Regions from separate parts of the Hordeum vulgare genome. Here region 1 is linked to region 2. A link is a contact called in public Hi-C data. All regions are on one chromosome and are shown on one strand. The core of a region is the stretch at or near the end of the contact, and the rest is flanking DNA. Distances in the headings are between cores, read along the strand shown. Region 1 holds the start of LOC123402281 (inorganic pyrophosphatase TTM1-like). Region 2 has its middle 160 kb from the start of LOC123401730.

Evidence for each region. A called contact is a pair of places that touch in the nucleus more often than the background predicts.
Region 1: a contact with region 2 is called in a Hi-C map of leaf, with 2.8 times the contacts expected there. The contact joins the promoter of LOC123402281 here to the enhancer-like site in region 2. A contact is called at or near these places in 2 of 6 Hi-C or Micro-C datasets (leaf and seedling) and 1 of 1 datasets of contacts at active chromatin or transcription factors (embryo).

Annotation. Positions count from the first base shown.
Region 1 is chr6H:465,731,945-465,735,961 of MorexV3_pseudomolecules_assembly, reverse strand. It overlaps LOC123402281 (inorganic pyrophosphatase TTM1-like), which reads right to left and starts at 1,354. Exons shown (of 12, transcript XM_045096183.1): 1 at 1,061-1,354; 2 at 1-354. The coding sequence starts at 311.
Region 2 is chr6H:465,340,433-465,344,190 of MorexV3_pseudomolecules_assembly, reverse strand. No RefSeq gene overlaps it. Among protein-coding and RNA genes, the nearest start is that of LOC123401730, 160 kb to the left of the region's middle. Within about 2 kb of position 2,045, at least 1 of the 3 cell types and tissues checked has open chromatin away from gene starts, as enhancers often do. A contact at or near this core is called in leaf, where this site is marked.

The DNA.
Region 1 (4,017 bases), core at 105-2,604, 390 kb before region 2:
CTTGCATCATTGTAGTTGTCCATTGATATCACAGCAACACTGGGCATGAAATTGAGGACCTTCTCGGTAAACACCGTCTTACCAGCCCCAGAGGGGCCAGCAACTCCCACAAATATTATCCCTTCATTGTTCTGCACCAGGAGCTGGATGGCGCGGATCATGACAAAGAAGCCTTTCTCAAAAGACAGTGGCTCTGGAAAGGGGACGATCTCATAGCGGCTTGTGTCCTTCCTTTTCACCAGCTGCACCTGGTCTCGCAGAAGGCCATTCCGCTTCCTTGGCGACTCGGACAGGGAATCACTACGCTCCATTCAAAAGAAGTCTCCAAGACAACTTTAACCTGCAACAAAGAACCTTAAGTATCAAGAGTCAACAATGAGATGCTGAAAGAAATGTTGTGTACCAGAACATAATAAAGGAACTGTAACTGAAATCATCACGTCTCTGGGATTGCTGAATTTCTCACCGTCCCGACAATTGTGCAACTGAAATCTATCAAGAGACAGACAGGACACAGTTAACTAGTCTACTGGTAATCCTTTGCGCACAGGTGAGGGACGACACGAGCACAGCTAACAAGGGACAGGCAGTACATGGACCTTGCAGCCGAACTCTATTACGGGACAGACAGGAGAGGGACCTTGCAACTAGAGGGGGGATGGGCTTCGGGGCCCCGTGCAGGTTACATCAAGGTACTGAAACTTTCCACGTGAATTGTCGTCCACTGAATGACAAGGTACCCAACTCTCGCAGATGGGTAACTAACCTACTACTACCAAACAAACCCGCGAGTAATCCAGGCATGAACCCGCCGCAGAGCTGCAGGGGCGGGCGGGCGGGCCTTAACGTGGGGCGTGTGGGTTCAGTTCCACAAGAATAATTTGAAGGGGCGTGGGGAGGAGCCCACGCTCGAGGAGTCCGTCCCGGGAACCAACCGCGCCGTCCTGTGGGGAGGAGGAGAACCGCGGCGCAATGGGGCGAGGCCGCGATTTTGGCGGCGGCGGCGGGAGGAGAAGCGGGGAGGCCGGAGACGATCGGGAAAATGAGGAGGGTATCTCACCGGAGGGGCGGAGGCGGGGGAGAAGGGCTCCGGTCGCCCCTGTTCTCCGTGTCAGGCGCCGCTGCTCGGCTTCGATCGAGTAGGAGAAGCTGGAGGAAGGAAGGGAGGGGAGGGGGGAGGGGTGTTTTTGGCAGCTGGATGGGAGTTTCGGATCCGGAGCCTGTTTTTTGGGGGCAGAAAGAATGAGAAAAAAACGGGTAGACGATTTCTTTCTAGGTTTCCGTGATTTGTTTCCGCAATCCAGAGAGGAATAGTTTCCTGCCTTTTTTTGCTGCTTCGTTTGTGCTCCTTTAGGGCTCCGCGCAGGCTGGTTTCTATATATGCACTTGATATTTTTGAAGCCTCACAGCGTATGCCAGGCGTCGAACATCAATGGAAATTTTTGTCATGATTGCCGGATATCGCCTGTCCTCGTCTTGCTCCATACACCATCACAGAAATTGCACACGCATGATATTAGAAGTACCTTCCCCATTCATATTATTTGTCTTAGATTTATCTAGATACAAATATAATTAAACATGTTTAAACACATTTAATGTTAGATATATCCGTACGTATACAAATCCAAAATAGGTAATAATATATCGGAGCGAGTATTTTATTTTTATGAATGACATTATTCAAAATATTTTATGTGAGAACTTTCGATTTATTCATCTTTAATCATGATACTACTTTTTCTACAGTTTATCATTATGCAACTTAGGTGGCGAGACCGGGATTAAACTCTTCTATAGTGGCACCACCTTAATATATTCCCTCCATTCAATAATGTAGTGCACGTAGAATTTTTTTAAAGTCAAATTTTACAAACTTTAATCAAGTTTATGGAGAAAATTATGTGTATCTACAACAACAAATATGTAAAAATATAAAATTACATCTTACGATGAATCTAATGATATATGTTTGACATTTTAAATGAAAATATTTTTCTTCACAAACTTGATCAAAATTTGTGAGGTTTGACTTTAACAAAAAATTGCATGCACTACATTATGAAATGGACATATTCCTATGAGCTTGGGGGGAGAGGGCCACGTAGGTACACATGAAGCCCCGCCACTGGATAACGGGGAAGAAATAACCAACTTCCTTCGAAAAGAATTCTAGACAACTAACTCAACTCTTGTAGATGACATATAATTGCATATGTTTGTGAAAATATATGCAAAATCTTGTGGTACAATATGAAATTGTTGAACAAAGTTGAAAATATATATTAATAATCAAGTCAGACGAATGAAATATCAAACTTTGTCTTACCGGGATATCCTTGAGGGTTATGAAAAGATTATTTGTCGTGAGTGTTATGTAAGAGAGTGGCACATGGAGTGATTATGAAGAAAGCAACACCATGAGAGATGATAATAAAGGGGGCGCTATTTTCTTGTATGCTATTAAGCTAAGATGCATCGACCAAAAACTATCAAACTTGCACAATTTGATTAAAAAAAACGATGTGCATTGAAGCATATATGGTCACGACTACACTTGTTGCCATAAGTGTATGCAAACAATTTTTAGTTAAAAAGGCAACGAAAACGACAAATGTTACGTGAAGCGATAAGCCGGTCGTGATGCCTTTCCAGATAGATTTATATGTGGTATGCCGTGTGGTGGATGTGATCACATTCATGAGAAGTAAATTTCAAACCTACTCATCAACAAATCCAGACCATTCAGGTTGGCTTCTTTGGGCGTTGTCATTTAAAAGAATAGCTTTACAATTTTGTTTTTGGATCATTATCTTTTAACTTCCAGTAGAAATCTTGTGTTTTTTTTTATCAAAATCAACTAGCAGTCTACAGTCTAAAATACATATAAATTTCATCGATATAACTTATATGTAACTTCAATAAGTTGTAAATAGGACAACCCTCAACATGCACAAAAATCTCGATGTAGCATGGGTGGCACCAGAATTTTGGCCACATTTGGACCGATGTCAGATTTGTATTTCCCCATGTTCACATGGATAATATTTTGCACTATGAGGAACATGGTAGTATTATATTTTTCTAATGAGTTGATGCTCATTTTAACATTTGGCTAACCATTTTCTATTTCAAAGTTTATCTACAACAGATTATAAAAGAAATTTCAGCACATCAAAGTTGAATAATTGTAAAGTGAACCTAGAAAAAAGAGGATAAACCACTTATGATAAATGATTTCGGCTCTGCGTACACGACTTGATGCCATGATTCTTAGTTTCTCACCCTCGTCAGCGTATAAGATTTGATAGTATTATGTTTGAGTCAAGCGCATGTTAATCTTTTGTAGGGTGTCTACGTTTATATAGCTTAAGTATCCCTTTTTCCTGGATACATCATGGACCTATCGCCAAGCGAATTGCCCAACAATATCCTGACGGGAAATGTTAATATTCCTAATTTGTCAGGACTTGGAGTCTTGGAATAGATTCTCTGGGAACCAGTGGTCAGGATAATCAGTCAACCGCCGGGCCAGAGACGTGAGCATCTCGGCACAAAATACGAAGTACATTTATAAACACATTTCGGATTCCTATGGGATAAATTGAAAAGTTGCATGGCATGATCAGATGGACATCAGGGAAAAGAAAAGATCTTCGCGGCACTTATCCCCACCGGAAAGCACGGCAAGGTTCCCTTTCAGGAAGACGGCAACGTGAAGCACTCGGCCATGGCAAATTATAATTAGCTCGGAAGAGACTGGAAATATCCTCCCTCTTCTGAGCCATTCTCGTTTGCTGGCCATCCCTGATGGCCTCGCAGCAGAGTTTGGCACGGGGTGGACGCCGCATGTACGATGTCTGGTGGAATTTTATCTTTTTGAAGGAAGTGTCTGGTGGAATTGATAAGCATAGAGCAGCATCATGGTGTGCGTACGCATCACGGCGGTACGATGGATGGGTAAGGAACGGGCAGGAGAAAGCCACATACTCATACGCACGAAAATATCTTTTGGGT
Region 2 (3,758 bases), core at 796-3,295:
AACATTTTTCCAAATTCCAGAGTAAAAACATTTTTTCAAATTTCGGAACATTTTTTCAAATTCCAGAATATATTTCACAATTCTGGACATTTTTTCAAATTTTGGAACATTTTTTGAAATCCAAGAATATTTTTTCAAATAGCAGAACATTTTTTCAAACTCCGAAACATTTTAAAATTCTAAAACATTTTTTTATATTCTGGAACATTTTTTCAAGTTTCTATCATTTTCCAAAGTATGAAACCTTTTTTAAAATTCTAAAACATTTTTTCAATATCCAAATCTTTTTTAAAAATCCAGAACAATTTCAAGAAAGTTCCCAAAATCAGAAAAAACCGGCTGGAAACATCTAAACCGGAAACACTGAAACGGTTAAACAGGCCGGCACAATCCTGAAAATGTCTAGAAGGTTCCTATGCGAAGCTGCAGCATTTTGACGCAACGCACGACAAATAGGGATTTTCCGTCGAACAGAAAATTCCCTATTAACAGGGGCGACATAATGCTGGGCCATCCCACCAAACCGCCGGCTGTTTTGTTTCTTGTCACGAGGACAAAAAATTGATAAAAATCAACAGCGGTTCTAAGGAATTGAACCCGCCACCTCATAATTGATAAAAATCACAACTGTCTATTCCACCACACAGCACCACCTGAACATCAAAGGTCAAAACGCTATAAGAAGACATAATACCGTTGAGGTTTTGGAAGATATTTCTTGGAAATTGCAAGCAATGTTGAAGTCGTGACATAAAGGTGAATATTGTTTGAATTCGTGAACCATTTTTTATGAAAACTTGAACAATTTATGAAAGTGTGAGCAGAAGTTTTTGTAAAACAAAAACATTTTTTGAAAATCCAGAATATTGTTCCAAATTAATTAACCAAAATTAAAAATAGTGATCATTTTTCGAATTGTGAACAAATTGTGATATGGTAAACATTTTTCATTTATGAACAAATTTTGAAACCTGAATAAATTTCAAATTCATGAACAAAATTATAAAATTGTGAACATTTTTTAAATCTGCGAACAAATTTTGAAACCGCACAACTTTTTTGATTTGTAAACAAATTTGTAAACATGAACAAAATTCAAATTAATGAACAATATTGTAAAAGTTTGAACATTTTTCAAATTTGAACGATTTTGGAAACAGAAACGAATGTAAAATTCATGAACAAAATTATAAATTTCTGAACATTTTTCATATATGCGAACAAATTTTGAAACCACAAACATTTTTCGAATTGCGAATAAATTTCAAATTCGTGAAGAAAATTATGAAATGGTGAACCTTTTTAGAATTGTGAACAATTTTTGTAACGTATTTATTTTCAAATTTGGGATTTTTTTATGAAGTTGGAACACTTTTTGAATTGTGAACAAATTTAAAAACCATGAACATTTTACAAATTGTTAACCAATTTTGAAACATGAGAAAATTTCAAATTTGTACACAAAATTACAAAATCATGAACAAATTTTAAAATCGTAAGCATTTTCCTTATTGTGAATGAATTTTCAAACCGTAAATATTTTTCGAATTGTGCACAAATTTTGAAACCGTATTTTTTCCTGAATTATGCCGGGATTTTAAATAAATAAAAAATAAATATAAACAAAAGAAAAGGAAACTGAAAAAGGGGAAATGGGAGAAAAGAAAAAAGGAACAGAAAAAACAGAACAAATAAAAAACCGGTTCTGGGAACCTACTAGAAGTTCTCCAAAACCAAAAAAACTGGCTGGATGTTCCAAAAACCGGAGCGCGTAGGAACGGTTAAACGGACCGGTCCGTTGCCTCGTTGCTCGGTCGCTCTCCTATGCAAAGCGCCGGCAGTTGGATGCAGCAAACGGCAAATAGGGTATTCCAAGCAACCCAGCCATTGCAAGTCTGTAAAAAGATCTTGTTTTCCAAGAGCATTAAAGGCCTAGAATTCGTAGTTCCTATTTGGCGTTTGAGGCGCCAGCTATAGGTCTTCTCGCGAGCGGGCGTTTGGAGCGCACTCCCTCTGCCTCAAGATGGGCCGACCCATTTTGCGTTTTTTCTTATATCTGCTAAAGTGCAAAAAATGGTTCGCAGTACGACAAGCCGAACTCGAGACCAGCATGTTCATCTCGAACTTATGCACAACAGATTCTTTTTTTCTTTTTATACTTTCTCTTGTTTGTGTTTATTTTTTTTATTTTTTTCTTCTTTATTTATTTTTAATAAATGAGCAATTATAAAATGATGAACTGTTTCTTCAAAATAAAAAAATATTTTCAGAAAACCATGAACTTTTCTCGAATTTATGAACTTTTTTGAAAATTTGAGATTTTTAAAAAGCATTGATGACCTTTGTTTTCTAAAACCCACGAACTTATGTTTCAAATCTATTGAAAAGTTTCAAATCGAATGAACTTTTTAAAAAATCTTTGATTTTTTGGGTGAACTTTTTTTCAAATTCATTGAAATTTTAATGAACATTTCTGAAATTTTGTGAATTTTAAATACACTAACATTTTTTCAAATTTCATGAACTTTTTGTCAAATTTATGAACTTTGCTTCATGATTGTGAACTTTTCTTGAAAATCGATGAACCTTTCTCGAAATCTATGAAACATTCAAATTCATGATTTTTTAACCAAATAATTTAGTAAATATTAATTGGTACAATTATGTGCAATAAATAGCGTGCTGACATGGTTATCACTTAATTGGCGTTGTTACCTGTCACTAAAGGCAAGTAGCTCGGGTGGTCAACACAGCTCGTACATTTGTGGAATTGCGCGAGTTTAAAACGCGTAGAGTGCTTTTTTTTTTGCAGATGTTTTGCGTATGATTTCTCTTTTGTTTGCATGGGCCGACTCAACTTGACCCCGTAGTGAGCGCAAGGAGGAGTAATGGGAGATCATGTTTCTCGAATCCTAATGACAAGTATTAAGCATATTAAAGTCATAGCAACATAAATCTCACACGAGGATAGTAGAGATCAAGCATTAACAAATTGACTCGATTACATGACGAATTTCATCCATCTCCATCTACCTCGAGTACGCCTATGATGAGATTACTCACTCCTCATGGTAAACATCAGGATGTTGTTGATGAAGAATGGTTGATGATGAGAAAGATGATGATTTGCCCTCTCCGGAGACCCGAACGAACTCCGGATCACGCATCCCGACAAAGAGTAAGAGGTGACAACGACTCCGCATCATAAAACGCGATGAAACTTTCTCTCTAATTTCTTTCTCAGGAAGACGGTATATCTAGAGGTGAAATTAGGTTAGCTGGAGGCTCATGGAACCCACAAGCTCACTCGGGCACCCTTGAGCTTGTGATTCTCTCGTGCCCCCCTCTAGTAGTTCTTTGCATCAGTATTTTTTATATATTCCAGTATAACTTTGTGTAAAATTTCGTTCAATTCTGAGAACTTTTGTTTTTTCATAAAAAATAATACTATGATAGTTTTGCTGAAAACGATATGAGTGTGGGTTAGTTTCATTTAAATCATGCAAATTATAGCCCAAAAGAAAAACACAAGTGTTTGAAAAAGTAGATAAGACGGGTATGTATCAACTCCCCTAAACTTAACTCACTGCTTGTCCTTAAATAATTCAGTTTATAAACTGAAAGTGATAAAGAAAACTTCTACAAACTTTTTGTTCTTGTTGTTGCATATAAGCTTAGCAGGTAGTCAAGTTTTAAGAAAAGATCGTGAACTAACCGCATATATTATAACCCTTAGAACTTATATTATGATAACCCTT